Regions from separate parts of the Mus musculus genome. Here regions 1, 3 and 4 are each linked to region 2. A link is a contact called in public promoter capture Hi-C data. All regions are on one chromosome and are shown on one strand. Each heading gives the region's core, a stretch centred on a gene start, on an enhancer-like site or on the middle of the called end of the contact. The rest is flanking DNA. Distances are from core to core; before and after follow the strand shown. Region 1 holds the start of Zfp322a (zinc finger protein 322A). Region 2 overlaps Prss16 (protease, serine 16 (thymus)). Region 3 holds the start of Btn2a2 (butyrophilin, subfamily 2, member A2). Region 4 holds the start of H4c6 (H4 clustered histone 6).

What was found. Promoter capture Hi-C pulls out the DNA fragments that hold promoters and counts their contacts.
Region 1: a promoter capture Hi-C map of pre-B cells shows a contact between it and region 2. The contact joins the promoter of Zfp322a here to the enhancer-like site in region 2. A contact is called at or near these places in 10 of 39 promoter capture datasets (cranial neural crest, embryonic stem cells, frontonasal cranial neural crest and 6 more), 4 of 115 datasets of contacts at active chromatin or transcription factors (embryonic stem cells, forebrain, pancreatic cancer cells and 1 more) and 2 of 9 other capture datasets (adipose tissue and liver).
Region 3: a promoter capture Hi-C map of pre-B cells shows a contact between it and region 2. The contact joins the promoter of Btn2a2 here to the enhancer-like site in region 2. A contact is called at or near these places in 10 of 39 promoter capture datasets (the HPC-7 cell line, cranial neural crest, embryonic stem cells and 6 more), 2 of 484 Hi-C or Micro-C datasets (bone marrow-derived macrophages and embryonic stem cells) and 6 of 115 datasets of contacts at active chromatin or transcription factors (acute myeloid leukemia, embryonic stem cells, microglia and 1 more).
Region 4: a contact with region 2 is called in a promoter capture Hi-C map of pre-B cells. The contact joins the promoter of H4c6 here to the enhancer-like site in region 2. A contact is called at or near these places in 11 of 39 promoter capture datasets (the HPC-7 cell line, cranial neural crest, frontonasal cranial neural crest and 7 more), 6 of 115 datasets of contacts at active chromatin or transcription factors (embryonic stem cells, lineage negative bone marrow cells, microglia and 1 more) and 4 of 9 other capture datasets (adipose tissue, liver, macrophages and 1 more).

Annotation. Positions count from the first base shown.
Region 1 is chr13:23,363,347-23,370,499 of GRCm38.p6, forward strand. Zfp322a (zinc finger protein 322A) reads right to left here and starts at 5,862. Exons shown (of 5, transcript NM_001111107.2): 1 at 5,789-5,862; 2 at 4,774-4,859. The region is part of intron 3 of 4930586N03Rik (RIKEN cDNA 4930586N03 gene); the gene reads left to right.
Region 2 is chr13:21,996,495-22,003,323 of GRCm38.p6, forward strand. It overlaps Prss16 (protease, serine 16 (thymus)), which reads right to left. Exons shown (of 12, transcript NM_019429.2): 10 at 6,652-6,829; 11 at 6,432-6,577; 12 at 5,682-6,316. The coding sequence ends at 6,260. n-TQctg1 (a tRNA gene) reads right to left here and starts at 158; the gene lies at 87-158. Within about 2 kb of position 5,232, at least 64 of the 459 cell types and tissues checked have an H3K27ac peak or open chromatin away from gene starts, as enhancers often do. A contact at or near this core is called in the HPC-7 cell line, acute myeloid leukemia, bone marrow-derived macrophages and 2 more, where this site is marked.
Region 3 is chr13:23,486,377-23,493,126 of GRCm38.p6, forward strand. Btn2a2 (butyrophilin, subfamily 2, member A2) reads right to left here and starts at 2,481. Exons shown (of 8, transcript NM_175938.3): 1 at 2,260-2,481; 2 at 1,457-1,586; 3 at 1-100. The coding sequence starts at 1,541.
Region 4 is chr13:23,548,961-23,556,465 of GRCm38.p6, forward strand. H4c6 (H4 clustered histone 6) reads right to left here and starts at 2,708. Exons shown (of 1, transcript NM_175655.3): 1 at 2,326-2,708. The coding sequence starts at 2,683. The coding sequence ends at 2,372. It overlaps H1f3 (H1.3 linker histone, cluster member), which reads left to right and starts at 6,072. Exons shown (of 1, transcript NM_145713.4): 1 at 6,072-6,847. The coding sequence starts at 6,130. The coding sequence ends at 6,795.

The DNA of each region.
Region 1 (7,153 bases), core at 4,612-7,111, 1.4 Mb after region 2:
AAACACTCATATACATGAAATGAAATTTCAAAAAAATTAAAAAAAAAAAAAACAAATGTATTTTCTTTTGGAATCTCATCAACTCAACTCTAGAAAGGATAACCATTAAGTGTATAGGTACTGGAAGAAAAACAGTTAAAAGAATTAAATAAACATAACTCTTAGGTCAAATACTGAGAAATAATAAGTTGAAGAAAAGAAGGAACATAAACTTAGAAATCAATGAACTATAGAACAGAACAAAGTCCCTTTAAAAAATATTCTTATTTTATGTGTGTGAATGTTTTGTTCACCTTTATGCCTGCATGTATGTACGTTCAACAGTTCATGCCTGGTCAAAGAAGGCAGAGAAGAATCCCCTGGAACTGTGAGCCACCGTATAATTTGGAATAGAACCCGAACCTTCTTCAAGAGCAACAAGTGTTCTAAACTACTCGGTCATCTCTCTAGCTCTTATAATTTTAATTATAAATTAAAATACTGGTACTTTGCCTGGCCTTGGGATGAGGGAAGCTTTTAATCCCAGCTACTTGGGAGAATAAAGAGGATCATAAAAGTTCAAGGCTTATCTGAGCCAAAGAACAGGTTCAAAGCCAGTCGAGGCAACTTGGTGAAACTGCCTCAAAAAAAAACAAAAACAAAAACAAAACAAAACAAAAAAAACAAAACCACCAACAAAAATCTTGCATGGTTTTTGCCTAGAATGTAAAGACCTGTGGTTAACAATCACTAGCACATAGGCTGGAGAGATGGCTCAGTAGTTAGTTAAGAGCACTGGCAAAAATGAAGACAGGAGCTGATAAGAGCGGCCATGGAGAACTGCTGCGTACCAGGCTGCACTCCATGGCTTACACAAGCCTGCATTCTTTCTTATAGCACCTAGGACCCCTAGCCCAAGGCTGGCCTCATCTACAATTTAGCTGGGACCTTCCACATTATCAAACACCACAGGTTTGTCCATAGGTCAATCTGGTGGAGGTATTTTCCCAAGGTCTCTCTTTTAAAAGGATTCTAGCTGTATCAAACAGACATAAAACTAGCCAGCAAAACACCCATACCAAAATCATTTTTCTTTCTTTCTATGTCTCTGTATGCTACATGAGTGCAGGTGCAGGAAGAGGCCAGAAAAGGGTCCCCCTATACTGAATTATAGGCAGTTGTGACAATGCTTGAAACTGAACTCAGGTCCTCTTGGAAGAGCAGGAAGCAATCTTAACTGCTGAGCCATCTCTCCAGCCCAAACTGTAAAGTTGTTTTCCCTCCTCTCTGCCACACCCTTTGGTTTGTTTATGATTTACTTATATTTTATGTGTATGAGTCTTCTTCCCTGCACAAATGTATATGCACTATCTTATTTTTCTATTGCTGTGATAAGACACCAGGGCAATTAGTAAGCATTTAATTTGGGTTTATGATTTTAGAGAGCTAGAATCCATGATGGTGGAACAAAGGCATGATGTCAGGAATATCTGGGAGCTTACATCATGATCTGTAAGTAGAAGGCAGAAAGAACTAAGTAGGAATGACATATTTTGAAACTTCAATGCCCAGCCTCAGTGACACACCTCCAGTGCCATGACTGCTAATCATTTCCAAACAGTTCCACCACCTGGGAGCCAAGTATTCAAATATGAACCTGTGGGGGCCATTGTCATTCAAACCATGCACCGTGTACATGCACCATCTATGTGCAATGCCCAAAGAGACCAGAATGAATGCATCAAATCCTATGGAGTTGTAGTTACAACCTATTGTTAGTTCAAGTGGGTACTGGTAACCAAACCTGGGTCCTTTGAAAATGTCCTTAACAGCTGCGCTGTCTCTCCAACTCCAAATGTAAATTTTTAAAGATATTTTTTGTTTTGGTTTTTCAAGACAGTTTCTCTATGTAACCCTGGCTGTCCTGGAACTCTCTCTTGAGACCAAGCTGGCCTCAAACACACCTGACATTGTCTCTCAAATGCTGGGATTAAGTGTGTGCCACCACTCCCAAGCATTCAACTGTAAAAATTTTAAAGTGCAAGCAAATGCTGTAGTTTGTGTAAGAAATCAGAAATTTAAAAAATCCTATTTAAAACTATATTTTAAAAATATTTTTAAAAATGTACTTATAAACTTTGTCAAAAATAAATTAGGAAAAAATAAGAAACTAATGTTAATGTCTTATTTGCATCATCACAAGATAGGTGAAAATGGGATCAAAACCTAAGAGGACAGAACTGATGTGAACCAAAGGATGAAGTGCCATATTTCTCTAAGAACACATTTCTACATACATATATACTTAACAGAAATAAATGGGTGGCCTGGGATAGGTCTCTGTAGTGCAGCATATGTAGGGCCCTAGGCCCTTATCACTAGCAGTGCCAAGGAGCTGCAAAATGACACATGAAAGCAAATGACACCCGAGTGTGATGACTCACATCTATACTCCTAGTACTTGGAGCATGAGAAGAACTGGTAAATATTTGAGGCTAGCCTTGGCTATAAAATTCCAAGCCTGCTTGGCCTACAAACTGAGACCCCATTTTAAAACAAACCAAAAGACAGTTCATTTCAAACAAATAACATGAACACCCAAAAGTAGAAAAAAAAAAAAATAACTCTTACATAGTATGAGACTATATAAACTCAAGCTAAAGACAATAATTATTTTTAATTTTCTTTTACCTTTTTTTAAGAAATTGGCTCATTATATAGCTCAGGTGGGTCTTGTTTTCTGATCTGCTTGCCTAAGACTCCCACCCCAAGTACTTCAATTAGAGGTACACAGCCTCCCAAACTGTATATACACAATTACTGAACCTTATTTATGGGGCTTTTCCTCATAGTACATACTAGTTAGTATGTATACCAGAGTTGGATAAGGGAACATAGATTCCCCTCAGTTACAGAAGGAAATTACAAATAGAAAAGAACAAGATTAGAATGAACTCTGTACTGTGGTTAGCTGGAATTAAAGGGCAGTATGAGAATGAGGTCACAGTTTGTACTGTCTAGAGAAGCTGTACAATGTACACATGAAAAGGGTTTTCCATCCTAGTAATGTCAGCTCCCAAGCACAGCAATAATGCACATATTAAATACTAAGATTCTAGGTTCTAGATACCATTCATCACTGAATGCAATCAGGAGACATGGTAGATATCATGATTTGCAAAACAGCCTACAATATCTTTGTTGAGCTAAAATATAGAAATGTTCAAACAAAAATACAGTATGTTGTTCTTTAACTGTCTCATGGTGATAGGGATTGAACCCAAAGGCTGCACACACATCATACTCCACCACTGAGCTATATGCCCTATCCTTTTTACACTTTGAGAAAGGTCTTCCCTAGGTTACCCAAGCTAGTTTTGTAACTTCCAATCCTCCTGCCTCAGCTATTTAACTGAGTTTGCTCATAGTTTGGGAAATGAATCAGATTATCTTATTAAACTACCAGCCCAAGACATCACAACTGCTCTCAGTAGCCAAGAAATTATGATGCACAAGAAAAACAAACAGAAAACCAATTTTAAACCAGGAAACAATTTTCGTATGCAAATAAAATATGATCTGGCTGTCAGTCTTCAAAACAGAATATGATACTTCCCACACATTTACAATAAAATCCAAAGTTTTACTGCCCTCCATACTATGGAATGTTTGCCATTTTCATCCTCTCAGGCACCTCAAAATATGTTGTTTTTCTACTTTAGGTAGAAAATCCTCTACTTTAGGTAGAGGAACCACTGTTCCTCAATGTAGCTTTCTCCATTATCCGATTTAAGTAGCCTGAAACTTACTACCTAAAAAAGCAACACACCTTCATGGCCCTTCACACCACCTTACAGCATCACTATCCAACATTAAGAGATGTACTTTATGTACGTTCCCTTGTCTGTCTCTCCTACTAGAGCATAACATCTACTATGGTTAGGGTTTTGTCTTTTGGTTACTGCAATATCTGTAACATTTAGAATGCATCTGTTAAACAATTAAAAAAACAACAAGTAGCCAAGTCTCAGACTGAAAAAGGAGTATCATTATCCTTGGGTCTCCAATGTGCATCTGGCAAACACAAACCCATCCTCCAAATCCTTACTCCAGGCTACTGTCTCTAACATGCTTCCTTTACCCCTCCTAGGAAGGGAGGACTTCTGGTTTTTGTTTTGTTTTGTTTTTTTCACGAGCAACACCAGACTCCATTTCATAAGCGAAGAGCAGACAAAAGTTCAAATAGACAGGCTAAGCAACAAAACTTCAGAGCTCAAGATTCTTTTCGGTTAAAGGATATATGGGATGATCAAACAGTAAGTATTTAACGTATTGTCTTAAAAACCATACTTGCTGTACAGCCTCAGACCAGGGGTTGCCTCAATTTTCATTGATTACATGGATTATGGACATTTAATCCTCCCAAGAACACTGTAAAATCAAATATTACCACCATCTTACTGATAGAAAACCTGTTGCTATGACAGTTACCTAATTACACAAGAACTCACAGGCAGTTAAGTAACAGAGCCAGGTTTAAATATCCATCCTAGAGCCTGTCTGAGCATTGGGCACACTGCCTTCTTTGTATGGTAAATCAAAAGAAGGACAATTGTTGCAAATCTGCTGTGTATGCCTGTTAGAAAAATAGGTGTACTGAAAGGTTATCAAAGGGCCACTATGTTAGTCACCAGAAAGACCCTTTTCCTTTTCCCAAGTATGTTTTACCTTCTTTCTTGTCCCATCCCTACTCCAAAATTCACATTTATATAGAAACAGATGTATGCCACTTACCTTAACAAGAACCCAACGATTTATTTTTTTCAGATCCACAAGGTCTCTAATCCAGAAGTACTCATAATATTTAATTCTTCCCTCTCCTAGAGGAAAAAAGCAGCAATGTTGAATGAGCATGACTGCAAAGCTTACATTTTTCCTTTTAACAGTAGGCCATTTAAATAATGTCCCATGCACTCTCCAATCCTGACATCATCCTTCAGCAAAATTTTGCTCATTCTAATGTTTCCGTTCCTCCTTCAAGAAGCCGTTTCTTTCTGACCTGCTCTACACAAAATAACAAGAATTCTTCTAGCTGAGAGATTTTTAAGTTCAGAACAAAGCCCTGGGCCTTGTTTTTCTTGCTGTTAAGACGGGGAGAGTCTCACGTAGCTTAGGCTAGCTTCAAAATCGCTAGGCAGCTTAAACTGGCTTTTAATTCCCTATCCTCCTACCTCTACCTCAAACGCTCAGGTGACTGATAGGCGCATTATTATTTCAACTTCTGAGATCAAGGATTCATTCCTCGTGCACTAAAACCTGTAGGAATACGATTCATGAATGCAATGTTACACAGGACCAAGGCTGCTAAAAATAAATGACTATGGAATGCTTTGAGCAAACAGATTCTGCAGATTCCGGGGAACTCAACTAATCTCCGCCCTTAAGGCTGGGGGAGGGTCCCCCCAGTGCCCATGGTTGTCTAGACATTCAGGAAGGCTCCAGACTGCATTCGAGCCTGGCTCCATTACTACCTCCAGGACAGTCTCACAGGTTTCTCCTCCCAACTTTTCGTTGACAGCGACAAGAAGGGCGCCGCGCCTGGCCCGGACCCCTCTCACGGCCAAGGACCTCGAGGACCCGCTGAACGCTTACTCCGCCGCCCAGGGCGGCACTTCCGGTGACTGGACCCTCAAGCCGGAGCTTCCGGGGCCGAGCACTCGGCGATGGCCGATTCGGTCCCACGGTCTCCTAGGGAAGGAGAGTGGGCCGAGATGCTGAGAGGTCGGCAAGCCAACCGCCGGATACCAACCTGGAGAAGCGGTCCCCGCACACCACAAGGCCAAGACAAACCGCTCTCACCAGCAAGGACAGGGAGGCGTAGCCACGCCCCGAGGCACGTAACTACCCCTCATAGGGCTGCACCGGGATTCCGGGCCAATAAGCACCGGACCTCCCGAAATGGGCGGAACCTGAGCGCGCCTGCGCCCTGGCTCTTTCGCGTCCGACAACTACCTTTTCAGCTCCTGGAATTTGGGACTGCAGCAGCTCCGGTACCCACTGAATTGAAACCGTGCCCTGCGCCCGGTACTGCGGCTCTGAACTTCTGTTTTCTTTCTCCACGGCTGTTCAAATCAAGAGTTAGGAGTAGTGTCTCAAGGATAGATGCAGCGGACTCGGTTTTAAATACCTTGAAAAGCCGGAGAAGTGGAGAATTACAAAGGCTCTTTGGTGCTGTCACTCATGCCAGCAAACTATGAGAAGCTTTGAATAGGCAGCGGCGGCGTGGCCTTATTGCTGGAGAAAGCTGCGGGGAAACCGTGTTGAAAGGATTTCTGTCCTTTCTGATTGCGATTCTAGGCTGAAGACAGATTCAGAAAAAAAAACAAAAAACAAAAAAGAACAGTCAATATTTTCCCTACTTGAAAAAAAAAATGTATGTAGGCTGGCGAGATGGCTTCTGTCGAGAGTGAGGAGCAAAGAGTGCTTCTTGCTAAATAAAACCTCGCGACCTGAATTTGATCTCTGAGACCAATGTCAAAAGCGGAAAGAGAGAACTAACCGTAAAAGTTGTCTTCTGACAGGCATACACAATAATAAGTATATAATACACACACACACACACACACACACACACACACACATATATATATACTATACACATACACACATGTATATAACAAAAACCCTCACATGGGAAGTGAGTACTAGAATTCTCTGGTCTGGAGAAGAACTTGGATTGGCTGTTAAATTCTAGAGTTAGGGTCTGAGGATGGCAATTATGTATTCTGAATTCACTAATTCCTGTTTTCAGAATTTGCAGAATTTCTGCAGCTTATTTTAAATTAAAATTTTAAGACAAAAAATCCCACCAGTGTCATTCAAATATTTAAGTTTTTTTTCTTAGACTTATTTTCTATGTATGGGTGTTTTATCAGCATATATGTGCACGTGGTGTGTGCGCGCGCACTCTAGGAGGATGTCAGATCCCCTGGAACTGGAATAATGCATGGTTTATGAGCTACCATGTGAGTGCTGGCTGGAAAATGAACCAGGGTCATCAGCAAGAGCAAGTGGTCTTAAATGCTGAGCCATCTCTCTAGCCCTAATTTTAATATTTAAATAACTTTTTATTAACTGTTTTTAGTGTAAGATGTACCAAACACAATTCGAATCA
Region 2 (6,829 bases), core at 3,982-6,481:
ACTTAGTTGTTGAATGAAGATATTTAACTCTATTAAGGTGAGATGGTTAGGAATTTCGGAGTATCAATTTAAATAAGAAAACTAATAAATCCCACCGAGATTTGAACTCGGATCGCTGGATTCAGAGTCCAGAGTGCTAGCCATTACACCATGGAACCACACAGGCTGTGATGTAGCTTTCAAGTCCTCCCCCTTCACCCCCCCTCCCCCCGGAGATTCTATGTGAACAGAAAAGATCACTTGATTTCTTCGTTTATATCACCACCGCCACCACTACCATCCTCTTATTCAGCCTTTGTAGCCTAGAATGACTTCAAACTCTCCATAACCCTCCTACTTCAGCCTGCACGGAGCTTCTTTCTCATCTCATGATCTGAACTCAAAACCTCCTTATTTGAACAGAGATCATAAAAGGACCAGGAGCCCTCCCCAACGTCCACCTACGCCCAAGGCTTCCCACCAAGTGGTTCGGGAATCAGCGTCGGGAAAACAGGTGAAGTTGTTGAACAAGACGGAGATCCTCTGGGGGTATTGAGTTTCGGGATGTCCTCCGTGGTTGCCTCACCACCCTCACTCACACCTCACACACTTACTCACACCTCACACACTCACTCACACCTCACTCAGCCACCGGGCGAAATGGGCATGAGTCTCTCTATCACAGGCGGGGAAGGTGCGTATGAAGCCTAAGGTCCATCTCAGTTTTGTGGATAGATCTGACACATTATGGGGGAAACTATTTTTGCCAAGTTCACAGTGATGGGCCGAGACATTGGTATTTACAAACACTGAAATAAACGTGCAGATTGCCAAACTTAAGAGGGATCTATGCAGCCTTGTGATTGAGGCTTACGAGCAAGCAGAGCGGGGAGGGCCCTGCGCCAGGGAATTGAACCTGAGATGACCCCCGACCACTCAAGAATCCCTTCTTCTCACAAGCTTACTTTGACTCCATCACACGTTACAGAGATGGGTTTCAGGGTAAACCCTGCCTCCGCTTGCTTGCTCCCGTTAGTATTAAACGGCCTAAGCGCAATAATTGAAACACGATTTTAATAAAGAATCGTGAGCAATTGTTATGTTCGTCGGAGTTCAAAGACGCTCCCTAAATGGTTGGGGCTCGGTTCTCCTTAGAGAGAATCCGCCTGGAAGCCAAAACCGATGTTAAGCGCTACACAGGAAAAATTCTAGGAGAGCACCACACTGGGTATCACAGGTAAAGTGCAAACACTCCCAGATTCCTTTCTGAGAGCAATACTGTGATTTTAAACCCTATTCAGTAAAATCACACAGATCCTATATTTGGAGGACCATTTGCCCGAGCCAATAACTGACGGGGGGGGGGGGGGGCTGCCTGGTTCTGTGTGAAACTAGGAACACAGGGGCTGGGAGATGGCTCAGCAAGTTAAGGTAAGCATCTATAATCTCATCACTGAGGAGGTGAAACCCGAGTTTAAGGTCAGTTGAACGATACACATTGAGTCTCAAATTGAACAAACAAAAGCAGCCTTTCTCCTTGGCTATCAGACCATTGAAGCGGTGCTTTGTAATTGTTATCTGGGAGGAGAAAAAAAATGATGGGGTCTTGGTCCCAACCAGCCAGAAAGGGAGTTTATCTTTCCAGAGTTTTCACAGTTCTGAGATGGTGTTGGGTAAGAACACTCCTTAACAAGGACTACTTAGTTGTGAATTGTGCATACTTTATTGTTTTATTTAAAGCTGGGTGTCTGGCTCAGGGGTAAAGGTGCTTGTGGGGTCCCACAGGAAGAAGGGAGACTGACTGATGAAAGTTGTCCTCGAACCCCCAGCCCAAACACTAGTAAATAAATGAATGAAATTAATATAAGTAAGTGGCTGAACCTCATGTGAGGACCTGCAATATGGATGCGAGGGTGGAAGAGGAGGGGCAGACCACTGAGCCTTGTTGCTATTATAACAAGTGGTCAAGTTGAATAAGTCTCCTTTCTAAACTCTTCACTACTGTTGTTAATTGAAATAGGTTGACTTGTTAGGGCTTCAAGGACCCAGGCTCTGACGCTAGGAACTCTCCAGTAACAGGTGCATTCTATGACAAGCAGTGCTTGAGGGTAAAAAAAAAAAAAAAAAAAAAATAGAAGTTTGGGGAGTGTCTGCCAGGCAGGGTAGGGTCTAGGAGTAGAGAGGGGAAGGTCAGAATGAATGGTTGCCTAGTAGCGTTAAAGGGGGCAGTAATTCTAAAGCCTTATTTTAACATACCACAGTAGTGAGACCTGAGACAAGGGCCAATGGCTCAATGGAACCGTGTCTGACTAGATCAGAAGGTTCTAGGTTAATTCCTGACTGCCTCAGTTATCTTTTTAACCCAGCCAGAAGAACATCTTTATTCAAATTACCTCTTGCTTTAATGGATACTGATGAGAATTCAGTTACTGTAAAACGGACCCTCCAGGTAGGGCTCCTCTCCCAACCCTGTGACAAACATGGTCGTTGCTTAACTGGAAAGAGACTTAGGAGGCATCAAAGGCAATTTAAGACATCTTGAATTTTCAAATTGCCTCTCTCTGATGGGGAGAGGATTTTTATACCTGTAGATGGTTTTAGTTTAAAATAAAAGAAGAAAATAAAAAGGGAAAAGGAAACAATGTGGATCTATGGGTGTCTTCAACATTTTTCTAGTTAGGAGATTGTGGTTCTCACTGGGAAGTGCAGACATTAGATCTGCCTTGGTAGTGGTACTGGGGGGTGGGGGGGCGGCAGCCTGTGCTCTGCCAGCCAAACCAGGATTGGACTTCCAACCCCCAGCCCAGCTCCCAATGACAACCTCTGAAAGAGCCGAACTGCAGGCAGTGCCTCCCATTAGCTCCTGTTCTGGTGAGCCAAAGTCTGGGAAGAGCCAGGCAGAGGCTGTGGCACTCTTTAAATAAGAAACTCAGTCTTTCTTTGTATTTCACCTTCTGGATCCTTACAACAGGACGAAGCAAAGATCAAGCAGAGGTGGCATGGGGCAACAAAAAGTTGAGCGATTTAACAATCTGACTCTTCCTCCTGATACAGCTTATTGGAGTTGGTGAATGAATTAGGTCATGAATGCTAACCAACAACCCCTCAAAAAACGGTCTTTCCAATCACACCTTTGCCTCATGCTCCAATTCCTGAACAGGAGAAAGAAAGAGTGCTGAAATCTTGTTAAGACTGAAGTAGCTGCATAGGAGAACATTCTGTATAATTCTACATGCTAAAAATATTTAAAGCATGACCATCCTCAGCTTTTGTAAAACTGTTCAAATGTGTACTGAGGAAATAGTAAGGCCATTCTTGTTCTTAAGTGCATAAAACCTGTCATTAAATTTGCTAAATGTAACTTAAAAAAATTGTATGGGTGTTTGTTTTGTCTCCATGTGGATCTGTGCACCACACAGAGAAATGAGAGACTACTCACTGGTCTGTTAGCTCAATCGCTGCTAACAGTGCCAAGGTGAGGATGAGCCCCTCTGTGCAATGCACAAGTAACATTGAATTCCAGATTTGTTGTTCTTATCTTCCTCGGCTCCCTCAACCCAACTGTGTTTTAGAGTCTCCAAAGTTTTTTTGTTTTTTGTTTTTTTGTTTTTGTTTTTGTTTTTTTTTCCCCCCAGGCAATGTCCTCTCTCCTGTAACAAGTGCTGGGAACACCTAGCTATGTGGGGCAGAGAACCCCAAAGTAGAGCATTCCCTGCTTGATGAAAAACTGGGGGGAGGAGATTAGAAAAGCTAATTGATCTTAGATCTTCTTTCCAAGTCAGTCCTGGAATCGAGCTCCTTTCTCACGTTGTACAGACCTACAAAGTAAAAGAAATGCATTTCTATCTGCACCTTTGTCCTGTGAATTTCCTGGAGGAGTTGAAGGCTGGCTGAGATTACACATCGTGGGCTAACTAGCTCTATGGACTCCAGCACATACTGGATTAGTAAACATGAGACGTGTTCTGTGTCTGACTGACAAGGCTGATGTCATGCTGTGTTCCTCCTGGTCCTTTTTTTTTTTGTTATCTCTGCCAGTCTTACATATGTAAGTGCAAATAGAGCATTTACAATCATCTGGGCTTCATCTAACCCAGAAGTGAGCCTTCATAAAAAAACCCCTGTAGTGCTCACTTAATGCATTTATTTTAATTGTATATCTGAGATTAAAACATAAAGGCAAAAGAAAAATAATAACAAAATTTCTCTGTTCTGATAAAATAAGATACATGTTGCTCTTGCTCACCCTCCTTCCCCACTGTCCTTTGACCTCCTCCTTTCATTGGTCTCCCTTCTCCTCTACAGTCGTCCTCTTTCAGTTGATGTGGTTTCATTAAATTATTGGTTTTGCAAGTCTGGGAGACTTGCCTCTAGGAACAGGTTGGGAAAAGAGGGAGGCTGTGCTTGAGATTTTTTATTTTTTTTTAAAGCTTTTTTAAACCAGTAAGAGTGAGGTCCAGACATGTCACCCTGGACATCTCATCTCGAGACTGGCAGGAGTAAGAATTACTCCCTCCCTGATCTGGCCTGCATGCCCAGAGGCACATAGCCTTACAACTCCCACCTCCACCACTGTTTAAGTAGACACTAGCCTGGTGGCCAACTTACAGGTTTAATTTCCCCTCTTCCTATAAGGACATGTCTAGCAAGCACCTGGAATTCCTCTTCATGTAAATGAGGCATTCCCAGCACCTCAGTCCCAGCAAATGATGTACACTCATCCTAAAATCCCCCAACCCACTTCCCAGGTGTGCAACAGTGCCTGAATACCTGGAAGGCAGGAGCAGAACCGGTCAGACACATGAGACCTATCCAAAAGGCCTGAGAATGTTAGAGCGAAGAAGATTGACCGAATCCATGCAGGTCTCACACTGCAAGGAACTTTGCAGACGGCACATGCAGCATAGTAGGAGGGAAACCCCAAGTATGTGGATTCTGCATGGAGTGCATGATTCTCTTTTTGGGGGGGAAGGGCAGCATGACTCTCTTAACAGATGATAAGCACACACCATGTGCAAGGCCATCACACACGCTACAGTTAGACCTGGTGAGGAAATGTGGTTAGAGGCTAATAAAAGACCCAGGGTGGTTTCTGTAAGCAGAACTAAGGTTAGCCCTAAGTGTTAAAACTTGTTCTCTGGGTTTGAACTTCCTCACAGAGAGAGAGGTTACACCTTTTCTGTCTAGCCTTCCCTCATTCTCAACCTGCCCCTTAGAGTCTGTCACTCCCCTGGACTCCCTATGTCCTAGTATTAGTGGCAGCTGCTCATAGGGGTGAGCTGTGCTACAGCCTAAGAGACTAGCTTTGGGACCAACCCCCAAACTGGAACGTAGAAAACCAGGGGGACTAGCCAGAACTCAAGACTTTTCAGGCAAGAAGCTAGAGTACTGGAGAGTGGTGACATTTGCTTGTGGGGAGAAGAAGGGAGTAAAGAAGGTACTAAAGGAAGATCAAAAGAAGGAGGAGGTTTGTGTAGCCTCCCATTTCCTCCAAACGGAAACACACAGAATGCAGGGACAGACTATTGGTTCCCTTTCCTAGAGCTGTGACCACATAAGTGACAGGAAACACTGAGGGAAGGGCGGGGCTTGCTTTGGCTCGCATTATGGAATACAGCCCATCACAGTGGCAGAGGTATTCGAGCTGGGCTGTGAGGCAGCTGCTCACATCATGCCCACAGTCACAGCAGAGAGAAATGAATGCCGGTGCTCACCATTTCTTTTATTCAGCTGGGAGTTCAGTAATGGGTGTTACCACCATTTCAGGCGGGTCTTTCCTCTTCAGTATAACTTTACTGAAAACGTGCTCAAAGGTAGTCAGTCAGTCCAGGGTTATGTTTCCATGTGATTCTAAATTCAGGTAGGCTGACAATGAAGTTCAACTACCACAGACTAAAACTCAGGAGAGACAGAGTCAGGATGTGAAGAGTTCTATGCAGTAGGTGCCAGTCAAGAATGAAGAGACAGAATTTAAGCCAGGTTCTTATCTGGGAGAAGGCGGCTCCAGCATGGAAAGCCACATTCCCCTGACATTTACCATACAGAATATCACTACCTACAAAGGACAGTAATCATTTGCCTACATTTATACTAATCCGTGACAAAGAACTTCTAGTTGGCAATGAAGATAAATTGAGAACAAGCAGGCAGAACAGGCACTGAGTCCCACGTCTAGGAACTTCCTCCTTCCAAACAGCTGTTTTCTCTTCTACAGTGAAGAAAAATGCCAGGATGCAGTTCCTGTGATGGGACTGTCAAAGGGCTGGGTTTTGATCCCACATCAACTCTGGCTCTTCTTTATATCTTTGAGCCAATCCTGTAATTGCTGGGAGATTTTCTGTGAAGAAGAGATGGAGAACATTCTGGAGTCAGAACTCAGCACCAGTAAAAGATGAGTTATACAAATAAGTATGTGAGTGAGAATATAAAACATTCAGGATCTTTTCTCTTACCTGACGTCCCAGGCGGAGGCTGGGAGAGTCTGAAGGCCTCATAGGTGCCATATCGAAGCAGTGGGAAGCACTAGGAATTAGAAGGGCTGGCTCAGACAGTCCTAAGTCCTGTGTTACGCTCAATACATGCCAAGGATCTGTGTCTCCTGGAAAGAAAGGAGAGGATGGCACTGCACTGAGACTACAATGTTGTAGAGCCAGGCCCTGGTGGTACACTCACCATTAACAAACAGTACTTGGGTGGCTCCAGGGCTCTGACCACCATAATAGGAGTTTGTCTGGGCCACAGCCTGGGCAACAGATGCAGGTGAGAGGCCAAACACTTGTTCACACAGCTCTAGCTGGAAGGGCAGTGCTGGGAGCTGGGAAAAAGGACACTGAAGACCCTCACAGGTGAC
Region 3 (6,750 bases), core at 1,231-3,730, 1.5 Mb after region 2:
TCTTCGGCATTTCTCTCTGGTGACAGGTGGCAGTGTAGTGTGGTATTCTCTCCTACCATGGCCAGGATGGGCTCAGCTGGTCCTATGACAGTAAACTGGGCTATTTGACAAAGGGGGACAATCAGACAGGAACTATAGCTGTTTCACTTAACTCATGAGGTTTGTTTTTGTTGTTTGTTTTGATTCTGTAGTTCCCAAGAGTGAAATTTTTAGTGACAGTTTTATGTCACAATGTCATACACCACTCAAGCTATAGTCTGGACATTGTCCTGGTTAGTTTTAACTGTTAGTTCCACTTGACATAACCTAGAATTATCTCCTAAGAGAATCCAAATTGAGAAACTGCTTAAGTCACTGGCCTGTGGGCATCTTTGTGGGAGATTGTCTTAGTTGTTAATTGCAACAATGTTAAGGCCACCCACACCATTCCCTAGGCAGGGGGTCCTGACCTACTTGAGAGTCTGTTAGAAGCCAACAAGCAGTATCTTCCATGGCGTATTCTACACTTCTTTGGCAATAAAGTTAGTTCCTTGGTTGGAGGTAACGCTGTGTGGGATAGCAAGCAGTCCTGCCTTCAAATTCCTATCTTGACTTCCCGCAGTGATGGACTGTGGCTTGCATTTGTACCTAATTAAACACTTCCCTTTCCTACGTTGCTTTTTGAGAGCGTATTTATCACAGCAACAGAAATGAAAGGCCACAGGGGCTTCCTAGTAGGCTGGTAGCTGTGGTTGGTGGGCAGCATTTCTGGGAACAATCCCCCAAATATTTCAGGAACAAAACACTACCCATGCGTGTGGTGCACACCCACGATCCCGACACTGAGGAGATGGAGGCTGGAAGATCAGCTCTTCAAAGTTATCTTCAGCTTTATAGCAAGTTCAAGCCCAGCCATGAACAAAAACAAAATAGTCACCCTGAGCATAAAGTATAGATCCAATGCTCAGAGAGACTTGTTCTTCAGTACAATGCCTGAGTGTGGCACAGACCCAGGATTCCAACCACAGCCTGTGCATGCTAGGCAAGCACTCTACCGAGTGAGCCACATTCCTAGCCCCCTTGTTTTGTTTCCTGAGATAGCATCTTATTATGTACCCCTGGCAGACCTTGAATTCCTGGCAGTCTTGTCTCAGCCTCTTAAGTTTATAGGTGTGTACCTCCACACCTGGCAAGGCATTTATATTAATATTTGATTATGTGGTGTTAAACAAAATATATCATTCAAATCTACGTCATCTATTTTTAACTCCTTTGAATGTTGCCACTTGGACATTTACAGATCTCCTTTGATGCTCTAGCTATATTTCTGTAGGACAAAATTGGGATAAATCCAGTGTCCTCATTCAGAAAGATGAGCCAACACAGCTGCAGTCCCTATTCCTGTCTCTGTCTATCAGGAGAACTGTGGCCATTGCTTTCTGAAAAACTGAGAGGAGCAAGAAGCCTACAACTGTACCTGAGACCAGCACAAACAGGCTGAGGACCAAGAAGAAGAGAAGGGAGGCTATCGGGCAAGAACGCAGGGAAGTTGTAGGCTCCATAGGTCTTCAGGACAGAGTCACCTAGGTCACGTGTGGACAGAAAACCTAGAAGTACAGAGGATAAATCACCCACGGTTCTCATGTACATGACACCTTTTTGTCCCTATGCTGGTCTCATGAGCACTCAGACTTCTGCCTTAGATGGACTCTTGCCCTATGGAACTGGTTATACCTTAATAGTTGGATTCACCAAACATTCTATTAAACAAACAACATAAGCACCAGGCAGGCAGTTTTCTGTTGTCTTAGGCTCAGTTGTCTTTCCAGAGTCCAGTTTCTTCAGCTGTCATTTGATATTCCTCCCCCTCCCTCCTCCTCTTTCTTTCTTCTTGGGCTTTCCTCCTCCTCCTCCTCCCCCACTCCCTCCTCTTCCTCCTCCTTCCCTTGTTCTCTCTCTCCAGCCCCTTCCCTCTTCCTCAACCTCCGGGTCTTTCTCCTACTTCTCTACCCAGTTCTTCCTCCTCTTTCCTCCTTCCCTCGTCCCAAGCCTTCTTTCCTTCCTCCTCCCCTCCCCCCTCGCCTTCCCTGTACTCCCTCCTCCTGGTGAACCTCAGGTAAAACTAGGTAGGTGAGACTACCCCCCCCCCCCCAGGTATTCTTTCCAGAGTCAAAGATCTGGCTTTTCCCTCCCAGCAGCCTGTGTTGTGACACCCTACCCCCACCCCCTATTCCTACAGCCCCTGCTAGGACTCAGAGCGCTCCCCATCCCCTCCCCTACCTTCTAGAATTAACTGCGTTTTCTTTTCTTCTCTGACCCTCAAATGCTGATTATCTTGCCTTTTCTCTACTCTCCAACTTGTCGCTGAGCACAGTCGCCACCAGAGAACAAACTGCTACAGTAGAGAGGAAAGAATTTTCTGTTCTCCATTACTTGCAAAGTGCTGGGACTCGCGACAGCAGACCTCGGAGGACCCATTCCGCGTGCAAGTCTCACAATTTCCACTAAGCAGTTCAGAGCCCGGGATTGGCCTGCCTTAAGTCATCAGCCAATAGTATTCCTATGTCTAGCAGTCACTTGTTACTAGGTAGCATACACAGAAACAATCCTTTCTCCCTCCTGTCTTCCTTTCCCTTGTGCCCCTTTCTTCCCTTCCCTCTTATTGCTTCCCTTTCATGCGCTCCTTTCTTCCCTTCTTCTTCCCACTTGAGAGGTCCTAGAGTTGGGCTTGGTGTCCAGAGGCCTCATCCCTGTGTGTTGAAGTGTGTGTGAAGAAGGGAGTAAGGGAGCCAGATGCAATCCGGGTGTGCTGACTCACACCTTTAATCCCAGCACTCAAACTCTTGGATTAACTCTTTTGGGACAGGGTCTTACTAGCCATGGCTGATGTCAAACTCACAGGCCTGTCTCTACCTCTGCATGCTGGAATTAAAGGCATGGAATTAAAGTCACGCCTAGCTTGATTAACTCTTAAGGGAGTAGACAGTGCTAAGACTTTGTTCTTTAGTTTTAAAAAGTCTCCCATGGGCTGGAGCTATACTCAGTGGTTAAAACTACTTAGTGCTTTTCCAGAGGCCAGTTCAAGGCCAGCCTGGTCTACAGAGTGAGTTCCAGGACTGCCAGGGCTACACAGAGAAACTCTATCTCAAAATCCGAAAAAGGAAAAGGTGTTGGTGGAGAGCAAGACTCAGACTGAGCAGTAGAAATGGGTTACACTTGCTATGATCTCAGTAACGACCTCACTCCCTTCAGACCATGTATTGGTCTGCTGTCTCAATTCTGTTTCTTCTCCCTTGGAGTAGACTACCCTTGGCTGGTTTTTCAGCAGTCTGTCACGATCTATGAGGATTCTTTTGATTGTCTTCAGAGACCTAAGAGTCATCAAGAGGCAAAACTCTTTTCAGTTAGAAGCAGCCAGATCAAGTTGATGCCTATTTCCTAAATGGTTGTAAGGTATCTAGTGTGGTCACAGCAAGCTTAGAGGTCACTGAATCTCCCTGTCTCATAAACAACAGCTCTTAAAAACAGGAATTAAAACAGGACTTTGATGACTGTTTTTTAAAAAGGGCATTTGAATGGTGTCTCTGGCCCTTGTTGAACCTGACATTTTGAACTTCTAGAAGGATCATGTATGTTTGAGCAGAGGCTTTCTTTTTAAATGATCTTATTTTATGTATTTTATATGTGTGAGTATGTGCCACATGTGTGAGGTTGTCTTGGCGGGGGGGGGGGGGGGGCAGAAAAGGACATGAAATCCCCTGCAACTCAGTTGCACTCAATGCTGTGGGTGCTGGGAGTAAAACCCCCGGGCCTCTGGAAAAGCACTAAGTAGTTTTAACCACTGAGTATAGCTCCAGCCCATGGGAGACTTTTTAAAACTAAAGAACAAAGTCTTAGCACTGTCTACTCCCTTAAGAGTTAATCAAGCTAGGCGTGACTTTAATTCCATGCCTTTAATTCCAGCATGCAGAGGTAGAGACAGGCCTGTGAGTTTGACATCAGCCATGGCTAGTAAGACCCTGTCCCAAAAGAGCTAATCCAAGAATGCCTGGCTATCATCTGGACAGGAAAACCTGCCTCAGGAAAGCTGTCTGTTGAGGAGACTTTAAGAAATAGTATAAAAGCTGCTTTAAAAAGTAAATTGGTATAAAGGCCATCTCTTCATTCCTGAGAGTATTTTCTTCCATAATGGTCTGTCTGCTATCATCTCCCCAGTACTCCTACTTAACCTTTTATAAACTCCATTTTTCTTCTACATTATACTTCCTATATACATCTGAATTCTTTTGGAGAAATCACAAAGCTCAGGGGAGCTAGAAAGTATGCAGAGTGAGTCCCTAGCAACAGAGAGACAGCTCACTAGAAGAGTACGTGCCTAGTGTCTCTGAGTCTATTGCTTTAATCTCCAGTATTGCAACAAAAACTTCCATATATTTGGCTGGCAAGATGACTCATTAAGGTTTCTGTCGCTAAGCCTGATAACCTGAGTTAGAACTCTGACCCATGAGAACTAACACAAGCAAGTTGTCTTTTGACTTCCCCTGAAAACATGTTTCCAATATGCTTATTATTGTCTTAAGTCTATTTAATGAGTCATAGCTTTTGATTCCTCACTAGAAATAAAAGATCTCAGATGTAGTGTAGAATATACATTTCAAAGTTGGGAAGTAGGCCAATGGGCATATCTGTGGGAAGTTATCTTGTTTGTGTTAATTGAAGTGAGAAGGCCCACCCACTGTGGGTGGCACCATTTCATATACAGAGGCTCTGAGACTATAAATAAGAGTGCAGAAAGTGATTTGAGTAGTGACGTTAATGCATTCTTTGCTCTGTATCTCTAATTATAGATATGATATGACCTGCTCCCTGAAGCCCCTGCTGCTATGACTTCTCTGTGCTGAACTATGAACTAAGACAAACCCTTAAGTTGCTTTTGTAAGGCATTTTATCATAGAGACAGAAAATAAACTAAGATAAAAGTTAAAGGTAAATAAGAATGATATTCTTCCCTGCTTTCTTCTTTCCATCTCCAGACAATGATTTGCCACCCTGTCTTTCAGACAATCCTTATCCCTGAAATACACAAATGTGGAAGAGATAAGCAACTTGCTTCAGGGCTTGTCTGATAAGGGTTGGGACTTAAGAATCTGCAGGCTGGGTATCTGAAAACAAAGACCCAGAAAAACTAGACCAGTCTGGCCTCAAATTCACAAAGATCTGCCTGCCTCTGCCTCACCAGTGATGGGATTAAAGGCTGTGCAATTCATAAGGTTTTAGCGTTTACATTTTCTACCAACACAAAAGTAAATAGACGTTTACTGATTTGCCTGTTAATTAGTTAAATTTAGCCGTTTTCTAATATGCTACAGCGTGTTGTGTGTTATAAATTGATTAGATGTTTACTTGTCAATTAAAAAAGAATAAATATGGGGGGAGGGTATGGGGGACTTTTGGGATAGCATTGGAAATGTAATTGAGGAAAATACGTAGTAAAAAATATTAAAAAAAAAGAATAAATATATTGTCTTAGTTAGGGTTTCTATTTACTATGATGAAAAAACATGACCAAAGTAACTTGGGGCAGGAAAGAGTTTATTTAGGTTTCACTTATACATCTGTAATTTCGATAATGTTATGAATCGTAATGTAAATATCGGATATGCAGGTTGTCTGATATGTGACCGACGAGAAAAGGTCCCCAAAGGGGTCTCAGACGGCAGGCCGAGAACCTCTTGCTTAAAGCAAGAAAAAGGCAGAAATGCCAAGATTAACATATGAAAGAAGCCCATTTGCCTTGAACCGGCGGGATGTCCTTCCTTAACTGGGCTTTATCTTGCGTACAGAACTCTTGAAAGCGAAATGCAAATGAGAGGGGCGGGCACCATAGGTCCTTTAAAGGACTCTGCTCTGCGAGCCTGCATGTTTTTGATCTTTCCTCTGCTTACTACTCCGTTTTCACTTGAGGAGTATTTTTCTTTTCTTAATAAACTGTCTCTATTTCTGTTTCTAACCACGTGTCTCCTGGCTCAGCACTATTGAGACTCTTTCCCTACATCCTTCTTTAGTGTCTCAGACCTCCATAGAGAGATGCTTCCTCATTTCTTCTCCAGACGGATGCTGGATCCTTCAGTTTTGCCTACCCTGTTGTTTTTCTCTAAAGAGCTAATAAAATGAGAGTATTCTTCTCATTCAAAAATTATTTTATTAATGGGACGAAGGCACAGAAAGAGAACCTGTTTCCCTAGTAACATCAGTGCTCTCAGATGGGTCTCTTTTATACGGTCCTGGGCCTAGTTCATGACTCAATCCAACTCAACCCAAAGAAGAAAATTCCTTAGTCATTTGCATGTCAACCTGATCTAGACATTTCCTCATCGACACTCCACTGATCATTCTAGAGTATATCAAGTTAACAGTTGGAACAGACCATCACAGCGTCTTTATCGACAGTCCTAGGTTACTTTTTCCTTTCAATCACTTCCACCATTCTGCTTTTCCCATCTCTCCTTCCTCATCCTCATTCTTTCACCACATCTAACACAGCTCCTTCCTTCTCTCCTGCTTCCCTCTCACTTATTTCCCTCCCTCTTGTTGCCACCCTCTTCCTCCTATTTATTTCTTTCCCTCCTTGTTCCCTAGGATGCTCCCCACCCTCTTCTCATTCTCCTTACCCTCCTCCCTCCACCTCTTCTGTCTCTTTGTTCAAAAAGTGTGTCTGGGAAAAGAGTGGTTCCCACCACTCAACCCACACAATGCCAAATAGGAACCCCA
Region 4 (7,505 bases), core at 1,458-3,957, 1.5 Mb after region 2:
TAGCAAAGGTCAACAGAGATGCCAGATTAAGATATGTACAAGGGACAGTCAAAAGTTTAATACTATAGAGAGGGAGAGCAGTATGTGAGGGCAGGCGTAGCAGTATGTGAGGGCAGGCGTGGCAGTATGAACAAAGAAACTTTAATATAAACAGTATAGAGAACATGTGAATAAGAAATAAGAACAGGACTAAGCTGGATGTTATGGTGGGAAACAGTTAGGTTATGTTAGTTGTGTGTACTAAATAAAAATAAAGTATGCTGTAACAATGTAATGACAAAGTGTAATTGCTTTTTGTAGCTAAGAAAAACCGATTTGCAGCACGCAGGCAGAGACCTTGATGCTGTATCAGTAAAAACTATTGTATTTTGCTTTTTAACCAAAACAATTATGTGCTGTTTTGGCTGCATGCATTAAAATAAAAAATAAAAAATGAAAAATGAAAAAAACAAAACAAAACAAAACAAAACAAAACAAAACAAAACAAAACACCAGCTGCCTCCTGAAACATGCAAAGCAACAAACAAATTCAAGACTTGCCTGAGAGCCTTTTTGCCACTTGCTTTTGAGTTAGGTGCCATTGTAAACTAATGCTTGTCATTATACTAAATAAATCTTAAACAGTACCATTGATTTTATGCAGGATACATCATAGTAATGTGTGAAATGGCTTACCAAGTTCAAAAACATAGGTGGCAGACACTGCAGACACTAACACCCAGAATAGATGACAGGGACCATCATTTCCCTCCTTACTAGTTGCCTGCCCGTCCTGTTTGCCTTATCAGACCCAGAGTAAACTAAGTATATACTCTAAGTGATACTTTCAGATTTTCTTCTTGTACTGTGTGCCCTTGTCTAGGCTTGTGGGGAATAAACTGAGTTTCACTACACTGTACAAAATTTATAAATAATAATATTGATGTATCAAACATAAAAGTGGATGTTATGTCTAGAATGTGGACTCAGAGAAAAGCTTCAGACAGAGAAGCAAGCGATTTGTCTAGAGTCAGCCTGCTGCTTAGAACTGAAGTTGAGGTTTTCTGAAAGCAAGCTCTTTCTAGTAAGTTTTAGATGGTGAATTGTTTACAGATTATGTTTAAAATCTACTAGGCTGAGAAGATTTCAAAGGTACTTTTCTCCAAAGCTAAGGCTTTGTTTGTAACTGTTATATGGGTATTCTTGATCAAATAATTAATCAAATCTAATTGTTGCAGATATTTAGAGGAAAGTCAATTTTGTCTTTATAGCTTTTAATTTTATTCATACTAAGTAATTGCTGTGTGTTAGGTTCTATAATTGGCACTGGCAGTACTTGGTTCAGGTAGAAAGGTGAAGGTTGAAAAAGACATTACATTCTTATGAGAACAAACCACACGTGTACAGATGGAAATTTCATTTGGAAGAAAAGATGTGTTGTTCAGTCTAGTTGGGAGTATAATTCATGGTTATGGATGAGGTCATAGAGGCAAGACAGATGTCAGATAAAACACAGGAGTTTGGGTTTTATTTTTTAGATGCAGGATAATCAGTTAAGAAAATTTTATTTTTGTACAAAAGAGATGAAAACTATTTAAAATTGCTTAAAAAACACTGCAGGGGAAAAGATAACTCATCATTAAAATAATTTGAAAAGGACCCAGAAAGCATACAGAAGAATGAGAAAAACAGGATGTGTGCCAGGAAGCATGTAATCTTGATATTGCTAAGTTAGGAATATAGGGTCACTAGTGTGCTTTTGGGCCCATCATTTTGACTGCGGGAGTGGTTGTGATCTCATGTATAGCAGGAGCTGTAAATTTGGAAGTCAACAAGCCATTTAGTAGTCGAATCCTTCTCAATGTGGAAAGCCTGGCTCATAGCAGGGTAACAAGTCTAAGTTGCTAAGTAATAAGGCCACTTAAAAAATATGAACCAGTCTGTTAACTAGTAATGGAGTTTTCCCTCTGGAGCAACGTTGTCAGGAAGAGCTGGCAGCCTTGAGCTTTAGCCCAGAAGTGAAACGTTAGGGTTGTAATCAAGGATACAGGGGAAAGAGCACACAGGTTAAAACAGCTCTTTAGGCCTAAGAATTTTGTTCATCATCTCTTCAAAAGTATCTTTTGCCCTTTGTATTTAGCACCTTCAAGGGAATAAGACTCAGCTTAAGCACTGGGAGAAAGCAGTAGACCTTGTCTGGATTTGATGTGTTATAATTACTACAAACTACTGGGGAAGCACTTTCATTGCCTAGATTTACCTTTTGAAAAGTCTCAGCCGCCATTTTGAACTTTAGGGACAGAACAATTACAAGTCGAGAAATGCAAACAGCTTTTTATGACAAAGTGGGTGGCCCTGAAAAGGGCCTTTGAGAAAGAAGCTCCAGGTGAGCTTAACCGCCGAATCCGTAGAGGGTGCGGCCCTGGCGCTTGAGCGCGTAGACCACGTCCATGGCGGTGACGGTCTTGCGCTTGGCGTGCTCCGTGTAGGTGACGGCGTCGCGGATCACGTTCTCCAGGAACACCTTCAGCACACCGCGGGTTTCCTCGTAGATGAGACCGGAGATGCGCTTCACTCCTCCGCGCCGGGCCAGGCGGCGGATGGCGGGCTTGGTGATGCCCTGGATGTTATCGCGAAGAACCTTACGGTGGCGCTTAGCGCCGCCTTTGCCCAGGCCTTTTCCTCCCTTACCACGACCAGACATGGCTATGGAGCACTGAGTTGAAATTCCTTAAGCGCCCTCTACAGCTGGTATATATATGGCGAATGCGGACCTTTTAGAGGACTGAAAAGGCGCGGGCGGGAAGGTGATTCTGTATCCGCCCCTCTAACTCACTGGCTGAATCCTATTGCTAGGCGGAAGGCACAGCCCCTGTGGCGAGGGGAATATGAGTTTTCCGCTTTTCTCTTGGAGTTCTTAGTCACTAGTTTGTGTCCTTCAGGAGCGTACTTGTAGGTTCTGACAACCGATAGTTTATAATTCTCCCAGCCACTCATCATTTTTAAAAAGGAGGTTGTTATCCATACACTTATCTACAAAACCGGATATAGTACAGTAAGGTTATCTTTTAGGTGGAAGATTTACGAAAATGTAACTTCTAAAATTTTGCAAGCATTATTAAATCTCACTTATGAAGCTCTTTGCATTTCTCAGAGGCTTGCACATAGCTCTGTTTTCAAGTCTACAAAGGGCACTAGTATTGATTGAATATATACTGCTTCCCTTTTTTTTTTTTTTTTTCTCGAGACAGGGTTTCTCTGTGTAGCCCTGGCTGTCCTGGCACTCACTCTGTAGACCAGGCTGGCCTGGAAAGATGGAGACTTGCTCAGAGTTGAAGATCTAATCTTTTTAATAAACGCTATTGTTGCTGGGGAGGACTTTTGTGTTTCATGACCGGTAGCCACCGTTTTCTTTTTAGCCTCTGTAGTACTGGTTTGAGCCCCATCCTTGTGTAGAGAGAGGCCATCTTGAAGATGTGCTTTGGCTATTGCTTGTGTGAGACGTTTCTATGATAATGGTAGAGAAACAAACAAACAAACAAAAAACCCAAAAAAACAAAAAAACAAAAGTAACTACCATGTACTCAGGATGTGCTTATCCCAATTACCCCACAGAACTTTTCTATGCTTCTTTCCAGAAAATCACCAGTCCTCACCCCACTCACTCTGTACATACCAGAATGCCAAAACTAGTGTGAGTACAGTGGGGTTAAATAGCACAGTGGATTCCTCTCCCCCACCCAAGGAACTCAAAGGTCACTTAAGGGAAACTAAGTTCAGGCTGTGAAGTGTGACATGACATCAGCTCAGCATATTCCTTCCTGCTGCCTAGTAAGTACCCCAGTGAAGCAGCCATATCCCAATTGCATTGACCTTGCCCTGAAACTTGTTGAGCACAGTTTCAGTTATCTAGACTGTAGATGGGGATGTATTTGCACATTGGAGAATGGGCTTTTCTAAAAAATCGAGGACTTAGAATACTCCTCAAGTATGCAAGATGCTATTTAGCTTCCACACACAGTTAAAAGGTGTTACAGAGGGGAGAGAGAAGTGGGAGGGGGGTTTTTAAATATTTAAAGGCTCCCATTTTAGAAAATGAACTTAATACATACTCTTTTGTACTTGGATGTGAGTTCCAAGTTGCCAGTATCTTCATGTAATGTCAACAGAAAGGGATATAAAATTGATAGCTCTAATTTTTATAGATATTTTGAGCACATTTGTCTTAAATTTGTCTTCTTCCCCATCTATTATGATTGTTTTCCTGTTACTTATTATTTCAGCCTAAAGTTGCCTTCTTCTCTTTATATATTTCTTTTCTTGCTACCTATTTATTAGCCCTATTATTTTCCTTCTGAAACAGTGCTTGGTTTCTTCATGTAGCCATAGCTGTCCTGGAACTTGCTCTGTAGATAGTCCTTAATTTCAGAGATCTACCTGCTTCTGCCTCCCAGGTACTCGGATTAAAGGCATGGACCACCACAACCAGGTTGATTTTTATTTTATACAACCACCCTTTCCTGTAGATTTGAAAGTCTCTAGGTATTAGAATACCCAAGAATGTGTCTCCCTGTAGAATACCTCATGAGGCTGTAATCTCTCACCTGTTACTATAGTAATGGTGTGCATTTGTGTGTATGTGTGTATATTTGCTTATCTAACACAAAATTGAGAGAAGAGGACGAAGCCATAAGTTTCACTGTTCTCACACCTCTTAGGGATTTTTATCGCCTGTTTTTAATCTCTACAAAATAGTACAAGCCTTACTACAGAGAATAATCTGCTGTTTTTCAGGATGTAATTATATTTTGGAGTTAAGACCAAAACCACATTTGTGATATTAGCCTCCACAGTCATGAGTGGGAATGAGTGAAGCTTCTTATGGTTTCAAGTTTGTAGTCCCATGGTTGATCCCTTTTCCAGAAACTTTATTCTTGCTGCAGTTATCATAATGATAACTGACTATGAAATGTTTAAGTCCTTTGGTGGATACCACCTGCTAATTCTTTTGTTTGTGACAGACTATATTATATATGTAATATATGTAATGAGGTCAGCAGCTATCATGGAAATTAAAAAACAGATTTTCTTTCACATTCTGCTTGTTTTTAATAATGAAATTCAAATCATTTTAAAACTGGAAATATGCAGAAAACTGTTGTGATAAGTGTTGGCAAGGGGAAACAGCTGCATAACACAGGTCCTGAAACACGGCATATAACACAGCTGTAAACTTTGTACTCTAAACACGGAGTGAGTTGCTAAGTCAGGTTATATCTCACTGTTCTTCAGCTCCCAGTTGCTAAACTTCTGTTCCTTCTTGACCTAGGTATCTTTTTTCTGTACATGTGATAGTTGGTGTACATTTCTCTATCAAATCTGAAAAATATGTGCTTTCAGCTTTTGATCTACAATAGGGATGGCACAGACTCATCACGTCTCCAGAAAATGGCTAAATCACTAAAACAGGAAAACCGAAGGGGAATTACACACTGGTATCTCAAATATCATTAAAAAATCCAATCGATATTTTCTACAATAATCATTCCCCCGGTATGCACTGCTTTCCCATCTAGTGCCAATTCCTACAGCTTGGTGCAGATAGCCCTGGAAGCTTGTGTTGTTGCTTTCTCGAAAAACTCAAATTTCCCTATGTATTTCCGTGAAAACAAGTTATTTCATAGAGTCCTGAAATGATAAGAATGTGAGGAACCATGTCCTGAAACAAAAGTTTGCTAATGACCGCGAGAGAAGTAGTATTTTTAAGGAAAACCTTAAAGTTGTCCCAATTTTCGTCAAGTTTGAAAGAGAGTTGGGGCAATCAGAGAAGTTTCAGGGTGCCGATTTTGAACATAGGTGCACAAATTAAGGCAAGAATGTAGCCTACAGGCTCTCGGATCAGTTTCCCCCAAGTCCCTAATTATTTCGTGCCCATATTTTTTATATTTTTATACTTTTTTGAGGGGCAACAAACACAGCCACAAGGCAAAGCTGAAGATCCTTTCTCTGGCAACGCGGCGCACGGCGCACGGCGCAGGGAACCAATCACCACGCAGCTTCTCTCTATATAAACCCAGAGCCTGCAGCACTGGGAACAACCTTCTCTGACTGTTTGTGCTTACTTTTTGCTTTACTAGTAAAGCTTAGAACATGTCCGAGACCGCTCCCGCGGCGCCTGCTGCCCCTGCACCTGTGGAGAAGACACCTGTGAAGAAGAAGGCGAAGAAGACCGGCGCCGCTGCTGGGAAGCGCAAGGCGTCCGGACCCCCGGTGTCCGAGCTCATCACCAAGGCTGTGGCCGCCTCCAAGGAGCGCAGCGGCGTGTCCCTGGCTGCGCTCAAGAAGGCGCTGGCGGCCGCGGGGTACGATGTGGAGAAGAACAACAGCCGCATCAAGCTCGGGCTGAAGAGCCTGGTGAGCAAGGGTACCCTGGTGCAGACCAAGGGCACCGGCGCCTCCGGCTCCTTCAAACTCAACAAGAAGGCGGCTTCCGGTGAGGCTAAGCCCAAGGCTAAGAAGGCAGGCGCGGCCAAGGCCAAGAAGCCTGCGGGAGCAGCCAAGAAGCCTAAGAAGGCGACTGGTGCTGCCACACCCAAAAAGACGGCCAAGAAGACTCCGAAGAAGGCGAAGAAGCCTGCGGCGGCTGCCGGCGCCAAGAAAGTTTCCAAGAGTCCCAAGAAGGTGAAGGCTGCTAAGCCCAAGAAGGCAGCAAAGAGTCCAGCCAAGGCCAAGGCTCCCAAGGCTAAGGCTTCCAAGCCTAAAGCTTCTAAGCCGAAGGCCACCAAGGCAAAGAAGGCTGCCCCTCGCAAGAAGTAGAGTGGTGCGTCCTGCTTTGAAAATCTCAAACGGCTCTTTTCAGAGCCACCCACAACCTCATTCAAAAGAGCTGAGCCTTTTTCTGGTTTTCTCATGGTATGTCCGCTGACTCTGGCTATGTGTTCCGAAGCAGATCAATTCTGTGCACTTTGTTATGGGTACATTTAGGAGCATCTATAAACTCTAGTTGAGCGATAGATTGTATCATTTTCAGCTCTAGCTGGACTTCTGGCCGGCAGTTTTTTGCTTCTGTGTGTGCTCCACACACGTGTTCATATTCCAAGAGTTTGGCGGGAAGTCCTTTCTAATGTCGCCTAGGCGTGATAAGGCATTAGGGGGGTTCTCTAGGAAGCTACTCTCACAATAGTGGCTACAGGCTGGAGCCTCTGTTTTAAGTTTTCCAATCCGGCTACACAAGGTGGTTTTGAGAATTAACCAATCAAGCCGTACTTTCAGTCATGGGTGTTGCACCAATCAGAGATTGTGATATTAAGATTTACATTTACGTACTGGGACGCTGGCGTTTTTTCTCTGTCCCCGCCCCTTTGTTCACTTCAGAGCTCTGGAATTCCGTCCTAAGAATTTTTAATTGTGTTTTCCGAGAAATTGAAAGCGCTCCTATTTCCTCCAAACTTAGCCACCTTCGCAGTTTTTAGGCACTGATCACATTGCCACTATAAGTGTGGAAGCTTTTTTAATACCCTGGTGGT